2 separate regions of the Mus musculus genome follow, and region 1 is linked to region 2. The links are chromatin contacts, called in public ChIA-PET maps. All regions are on one chromosome and are shown on one strand. The core of a region is the stretch at or near the end of the contact, and the rest is flanking DNA. Distances in the headings are between cores, read along the strand shown. Region 1 has its middle 400 kb from the start of Gm26454. Region 2 has its middle 920 kb from the start of Gm26454.

Region 1 (3,902 bases), core at 1,319-3,818, 520 kb before region 2:
GGGTCTGCAACCCTATAGGAGGAACAACATTTTGAACTAACCAGTACCCCACCCCCCACCCACCCCTAGCTGTGTCTCTAGTTGTATATGTAGCAGAGGATGGCCTAGTCGGCTATCAATGGGAGGAGAGGTCCTTGGTCTTGTGAAGATTATATGCCCCAGTACATGGGAATGCCAGGGCCAGGAAGCAAGAGTGGGTGGGTTGGGGAGCAGGGCAGAGGGAGGGTATAGGGGACCTTGGAGATAGCATTTGAAATGTAAGTGAAGACAATATCTAATAAAAAAGAAAGAAAGAAAAATATCCCCTTTTCCTTGTCAGGAAGAGATGAAAGAAATCAGATTGTTAGGATGCCCTTAGGTCTCCAAGTCCACCCCCATCCCAGACTGGGGCTCATAACATCCTCTGGTGCACATGGCTATAGCCTTGTGACATGTCTGTCTTAACTGCTTCTGGCCATCGATACAGATTCCAGGTCTTTTTCTTCCAGAACAGAATTACAGATATGGCGCCACTCAGAACTTATGAACAAAGATCGGATAGACAGTAGCACCTCACAGATGCTCAGTTCACAAATCTGTGACATATGGAACCAGCTCATTGCTCCATATTCTCACTCCAGCTTGGACTTAACTCACCACCAACACACAGGACAGTTGTAGTGGAGGAAAACGCCACTCATTTGAACAAGGTTTTATAGGATATGACAAGCAAGAGGTGAGTCTTTCTAATTGGCAAGCACCTAATTGGGATGCTAGCATGGCCTTTGCATAATCTGGAGCTAGATATTGGCCTGTTAGTATAGTTGAGTCTAAACTTAGGTCAGGTTCCCTAAAATGGAGTCTGAATGCCCAAAAATTGGTCTCTCAGTCCCTTCTTGCCTGAGCACAAGGTCTGTCAAGCTTGAATAAAGAAGACACTAGGGTGATTGCATTGGAATCAGCTCCTTGGTGGTCTTTTGGGTTTTGTGAACTCTTAACAGGCATAGCACCAGAACATATATGTTTCTAGGACTGACTACTTGGTAGTAGATAGCAAATCAAGAGGCTTATTTGGGAGAAACTCGCATTCTTCCTTTCTCAACACTTGTTAATTGATTTAGTTCAATTAACAATTCATCTGGGGAGTGGGGCAAGAAGTTTCTCTCATTTATATTGGGATATCAGCTGTTTTTTGAATTGTTTAGGTTTTATTTAGTCACCCATGTGATTGGGATTTCATGGTATAGCTTCCTTCTTATACTTAGAAGTTATAATCTCACAGTAGACATCTGCATCCTCTGCATTTTTCCATCTTCTTTTGCAAAATATTTCTTGATCTTTAGATGCAGGAGTTCTTGTTAATGTACCAATTAGTACTTTTCACCGCATTGTCAGTTTATCTCTCCACTTTTACCAGTTGTTGCATTTGTAATGTTATCCTTACACTTCTTTAAGGATGGGTAATATAGTTTTCACTTGCTAGACATAATTGTCATCTCAGCATATTTACTTCTGAATAAACTTACCCTTTCTAGCTCTTTATGAACAATGGAGAGCTGGTTCACCTCAGCTGTTCTTGCTCAAACTCCTCTCAAAGCTGAATGATTCAATCTGACTTAACCTTAATTGCTTTGCTTAGTCTAAAACTAAATCTGAGAATCTCTTCTAATTTTGTGGTTCATTCTTTATCTCTGAATTCAACCTCCTCAACCTCACTACATTACACTCACTGCACTGACTCCCAGATCACTGCCTCTCTTTCCCCTAACTACTCCCAAAGAGCTTTGCTTTCCTGTGTTGTTCTCCTAAGAGTTGGACATATCTTCTCCCTGACTCATTCTGTCAAGCATTTCTCTGATTCATCATTTTGTCTGACTAAATATAGATGTCATTTTCAAACATGGTTGCTTCCTTCTAAAAATTAATTTTACTTTAAAGTTGTGTACTAGGGACTTGTTTGTATTCCAACCAGAGGAATTAAAGATGTGTGTGTGTCTGAATTCCAGCTGCATTACACAGACAGAGGTCTTTATATTTGATCCTTTCCCAGAACTGCCATGTTGCTAGATTAAAATTCCTCTACCTCTTCTTCCCCTCTTTCTGTTTAAGATAAAAACCATGCACATTTTAAGTATTAAAATAGGAACAATTATCAATTTCATGATGTTAACAACCTGGATGTTTTTAAATTTTACAGTCTGAATGGCCTTATGAAGATCCACTGATGAGTTGATCCTTCAGAACTGCAGTAGTTATCATCTGTCCCTCAGCAAAGGTCCGTTTTCTTATCTGCCAGCCTCAAGAACCATCTGTTTCTTTTTAGCCAGTTTGTTGAGCTGCTCCATGCAAGGGAAGGGGGTTTAGCTTTCTGTGTCATCTCCCTTATTGTCTTTCTGTGTCTCTTCTTTCCTGGAGTCATGCCTTTTATTAAAACGCTTTTCTTACTCAGATCAAATCTTTATCAATTCTGATAGAATCCACCACCTGTGTAGACAAACCACTTCCATACCCCCTGACTTCCTTTCTGATATTAAAACATCTTTAAAATACAAAAGTTGATCTAATTCAGCAGTTTTCCCCCCAACAATCCAATGTCTTTCAGCTAACTTTATTTTTCCTCTCTGTTTATCAGGGTACAATTAGATCTTCATGAATCCAGAAATAAACTAGATACTTAGGTACTTGTATTTCATTCCTGGCTCTATGCCAGTGAGCAGGGCTTCTCACCCATTGTAGAAACATTCAAGCCAAGTTTCAATGAACACCTGTTTTGTGTCTTGATCTGCTAGTGCGTGGTTTATACAAGATGATCATATGTGTAAGAAGTCCGTGAATAACGTAGACTTTTGTCCTTCTTTCTCTGCTTTATTCCAATCTCTTAAAGCTACAAAAACAGAGTCATCAAATTGTACCTGCTGTCTTAAATCATCAAATTGATTTTTTCAAGTCATGGTGCTGTCCCCTACATACATATCCTCGGTTTTAAAAAGGATCTAAAGTGGAATTTCCCAATTTTTTAATGAAGAAAAATCTGTCTATATTAGGGAGCTGTGGGGTACTGCCAAGATAGACATGTTACTATTGTATGTTTAACATTGTCTTAACATAATAGTCTTTATTGTGGTCCATAGGTATGGTTCATAGTTGGGTAAGGATATTGATTGCTTTCTTCTACTATCAGCTTTTATGTCTCATTTGGGTTTTATAAAGCTATTTTTTAGGGATGAGCCTTTTGTACCAGTTTCAGGTCTAATCTTCTCATCACATGTCTAAAGTATATTATATCTTCAGCAATAGTTACTTATTTCAACTTCTTGGAGACAACCAAGTGCACTGGCAATAGTCTACTTCAGAATTTTCTTGGAATTCCTTGATTAATCACTCTAAAGATAGTTTCTTATATGTGGGGCTTGTGTTTTGATTAGATAGTCATGAGGGCAGCCTTATCTCATAAGGGTAATATATACATCCCAGACAGTGTAATTAAAACATATACAACTATATGTGTTATCTGTAAATATAAAATAATAATTTCTCATTTTTTCAGGCATGAATCTTCTTTAATCTCAAACAGCCTTTGAGCCTAATCCCTAGCCACAGAACTCAGACCACCATCTGTCTTACTTTCAGAGGGAACAGAAAGTCACCAAGCCATGATATCATACCTCTATCCCCAAGACTCTCAAAGTAATAGATTTCATCTTATAGTACTCTGTTACAGCATTCTTAAGGTCCTAAATGTTTTATGGATCTGCACGTTTCTCTATTTCTCTTTACAAAAATAAAGTGGCTAGTTATAATAGACTTCTATTTTTTTTTGAGTTCTTCAATCTATTTATTTTGTTTTTAATAAGATTTTGTTTTTATTCAGGAATATTCAGATTGCAGAAGTCACATATATAAGCCTGTTTTGGTTTGATTTA
Region 2 (3,731 bases), core at 112-2,611:
GGTCTTTCAAACTTTATGTGCCTCACACTTCAGTGGAAATCCAGAGCCATGAAGTGGGAGTGGGTGTGTAGGGGAGTTTGGGGAGGAGGGTATGGGGGACTTTTGGGATAGTATTGGAAATGTAAATGAAGTAATTACCTAATTAAAAAAATGAAAAATAAATTAAATGAAGATGTCAATATCCTAAATAGACATAATAGTTGAGGAGTTTAAACTAGTAATAAAAGGCCTTTTAACCAAGAAAAAGGCCAGGATCAGATTGATTCACAGCAGAAAGAGTTAGGGTGAATCCTTTTGGAACTGGGTGGAGAGAGGATAGTGAGATGAAACAGTCAGGTGTGGGAGAGATCAGCACAGGGAGAGCTAGGATGAGAAGGCCTGGAGAGTGAAAAGAAATCAGAGGGTAGGAGTGGGTGACATGGGGTAGCAGGGGGATCTTTAGGATATGACAGAAACCTGCGATATGGGAGGTTGTGGGAATCTATGAGGGTGACTCTATCTAAGACTTCTAGAAATGGGGGAAATAGAGCTTGAAGTGGCCATCTCCTGAAGCCAGGCAGAACTCCCAATGGAGTATGAGGACACCACCCTACCCACAACCCCTCCCACCCCAAAATTCTCCTGCCTACAAGAAGTGCAGGAATATGGAGAAAAGACTAAAGGAATGATCAACCAATGACTGACCCATCTTGAGACTCATGGTAATCACCAATCCCTGACACTATTAATTATACTCTGTTGTGCTTGCCAACAGATGTGGGACAGTGGGCTATGCCAGGAAACTTTGTAAAGTTGAGTGGATCTGAGACCCCACCATCCAGGCACCCACCTGAGATGGTAGGTGTCTTTTTGCTCCCTACTAGATTCCTGATCCAGAACATATGACCACACACATCATAGAAATCCTAAGTAGGCTGCTTAGCTGCTCTGAGCGTATAGTCATTTGCCTTATTTCATTTCAGAATAGTGACTAAGTTCATCTGTGCTTTTAGTGTGCTGCCATTCTCTTAATAGAAGACAGGGGATCAAACAGCATCGAACAAAATCTAGTTGGTGTGTCACTCACAAAGAAGCTGAAGAAATGTGAGGAACAATAGTGTTTACCACATTCATCTGTGACTAGGGAAGGTAAAGATTCCTAATCTCAATGGCCTGTATAGTCATCTATTGTGGCAGACTTTCCTACTTTTTTTCAGAATTACAGTAGATGGGCCAACTCTGAGCTCCCAAATTAGCCTTCGTGCTATGAATGCTTCCAAAACATGTAACATCCTGATAGCACAGTATCTAAGACTATGATAATCTCCAGGCTGTGCAAGGAAACACACTCATATCAACCACCCATCCCTGTGTGCATTCATGAACACGAATGCTACAGTTGCATGTGGGCGATACTCTATCAAGAGAAGTTTAATCATACAAAGCACATGTCTTCCTCTGGCACTTAGTTAGGGTTTGCATTGTTGTGATAAAAACATCGCTGACAAAACCAACCTTGGGAGGTGAGGGTTTATTTAATCTTGCGGTTTGTATATCATCATCCAGAGAAGTCAGGACAGGAAGTCAAAGTAGAAAACTGAAGGCAGGTTCTGAAAACTTGCTTACTGGCTTGCTCCTGTTGGCTTGCTCAATCTGCTTTCTTATAGCATCAAGCACTTTAAGCTCTGTGTTGGCATTCCCCACAGTGAGCTGGCTCTTCCACATCAGCCATTAATTAATAAAATCCAGAGTAGGCTTGCCCACAGGTCAGTGTGGTGAGGGCCCTCTGTCAATTGAGCCTACTTCTTTCAAAATTATTCTAGCTTGTGCCAAATTTATATAAAACTAGTCATCACAAAGCCATTCCAGATCTCCCTATAGGAAACCTGAGTATCAAAGGTATTATACTATCCTCATTATGTTTTATAAGCTCAAAACAAATTCTAGGTGAAATCTGATAGTATTATCCCCAAGCCTAAGGTTAAGTTGGTATAACGTTTGTTCGAATTGGGTGCTTTGTCATCATGATGTAGTTTTTTTCTGAGCCATGAGACCAACTCCTCTACTGCCTTTCACACCTTATTATACAGGGAATGCAGTCTCAATTACCGTGCTTCTCTTGAGGTTTCTGTCAGTAGAGTAAATGTAATGTCTTTGTTATCTATTAAAGTTTCTCTAGTTTATATTTGGAGCTTTACCTTTAGTTGTGTGTTGCGGAACTCTTGGTGACATCTATGTTCAGCTTGATAGGATTGCTACTACATTTCAAATTTCAGACCTGGACTTATTTCCTTCTCCTTCCACTAGACAAGCTCTATTATTCAGAGCAGGGGAATGGACTTCAGTGCATCTTTTCTTTCATTATTCAAAACCAGCAATTATAATCTCTTACCTTATTTCCAGAGCCCATACGGTGATAGCATATTGCACTCTAATTTATTTAAGTTGCTTTATGTCTGGAAACTACTGGTAGAGGATCTTCCAAATATTTCTGTACTTTCTATTATACTTACTAGTATCTTAGAGATATAATCTTATTTCCTTTTATATATGGAGTTTCTGAAGATGAAAGCAGGAACTGTCTCAAGTAGATCCTTGGGTTGTGATAATACCCTCCCTCATTTTTTATTTAATCTGAAGCTATAATAAAGAAATACCATCTATAAAACAAGTCTGGGACTTTTCATTTCACTAGTTATTCAATGAAGTTAATATAAATAATATTTCCCAAATACCAATTAAAGCCATTCAGTAGAACCAATGCATCTCCCTATGAGCAATAAAAAAGATTAATGATTACTTCCAGTGATTCTCTGGACACTTCAAAGGCCTTTCTGGATCTCCATATAGGAGTCTATATATAATGTGAGTGGCATTTCACTAAAGCAAGCATCATGTGACTAAGCCAAGTAAGAGGTTTATATAAACCTATCTCTGTATTCTTGTGTACAAAGAGGTTAGCTAAGAAGCTCAGTCCTTATACCCTTCCACTTTATGCATTCAAATTTGGGCAGCATTTATTTTTCTATTGCCCATTTAGGATGTCTTATATAGTGATACACTATTTTAGGTTATCCTATAGGGACCTCGTGGTATTTACCTTTATATTTGGGAAATTACACTAATGGGTTCTTTTCAAAAATTTATTTTTTCAGTTTTTTGTTTTCACTCTATCCTTTCTATAATGTACTGTTGCTTGACTAAGTGGATTCCCACAAGTTTTATATGGTCTGTTCGTGTTTCTTCAGGCTTTTTATTCTTGGTTTTTGTTATTCTCCTCAGACTCATTAATTTCAAATAAGTGATACTCAGTCTACTGAGTCTTTCTTCAGCTTGTTCAAGTCTCACATTGTTTACACCAGTGAAGTTTGCAATTCAGTTATGGTAATTTTCAATTTCTGTTTGTACATTTACTAATTGCTATTACTTTACTGGCTTACTTATTTTATAATGAAACTTTGAATTCTTTGAGGAAATTCTTTTTTTTTACACTTTTTACATTTTCTGTTTAAAACAGTTGTTTTGTTTAATGTTCGTAACATGTTCAGCAACACAACAACTTTGAAACTGTTTAAAGAGATGCCCTTTAATGATATGCATATCTGTTTCTTTATGTGATTTATACTATCTTTTGTGGAGAAAAGGCATTTTGAATAAACGACCAGAAGTTTCCCATCCCAGGTTTTTGTTATTGGGTCCTGTAATTGTTTATTACCTGAGATAAAAGAATGTGAACAAAGGAGGGCAGTGGT

The links. ChIA-PET counts read pairs in DNA pulled down with a chosen protein or histone mark.
Region 1: a contact with region 2 is called in an SMC1A ChIA-PET map of the G1E-ER4 cell line, with 9 read pairs. The contact joins two enhancer-like sites. A contact is called at or near these places in 1 of 15 datasets of contacts at CTCF or cohesin (the G1E-ER4 cell line) and 1 of 484 Hi-C or Micro-C datasets (the G1E-ER4 cell line).

Annotation. Positions count from the first base shown.
Region 1 is chr12:48,603,382-48,607,283 of GRCm38.p6, reverse strand. No RefSeq gene overlaps it. Among named protein-coding and RNA genes, the nearest start is that of Gm26454, 400 kb to the left of the region's middle. Within about 2 kb of position 2,568, at least 4 of the 459 cell types and tissues checked have an H3K27ac peak or open chromatin away from gene starts, as enhancers often do. A contact at or near this core is called in the G1E-ER4 cell line, where this site is marked.
Region 2 is chr12:48,084,856-48,088,586 of GRCm38.p6, reverse strand. No RefSeq gene overlaps it. Among named protein-coding and RNA genes, the nearest start is that of Gm26454, 920 kb to the left of the region's middle. Within about 2 kb of position 1,361, at least 3 of the 459 cell types and tissues checked have an H3K27ac peak or open chromatin away from gene starts, as enhancers often do. A contact at or near this core is called in the G1E-ER4 cell line, where this site is marked.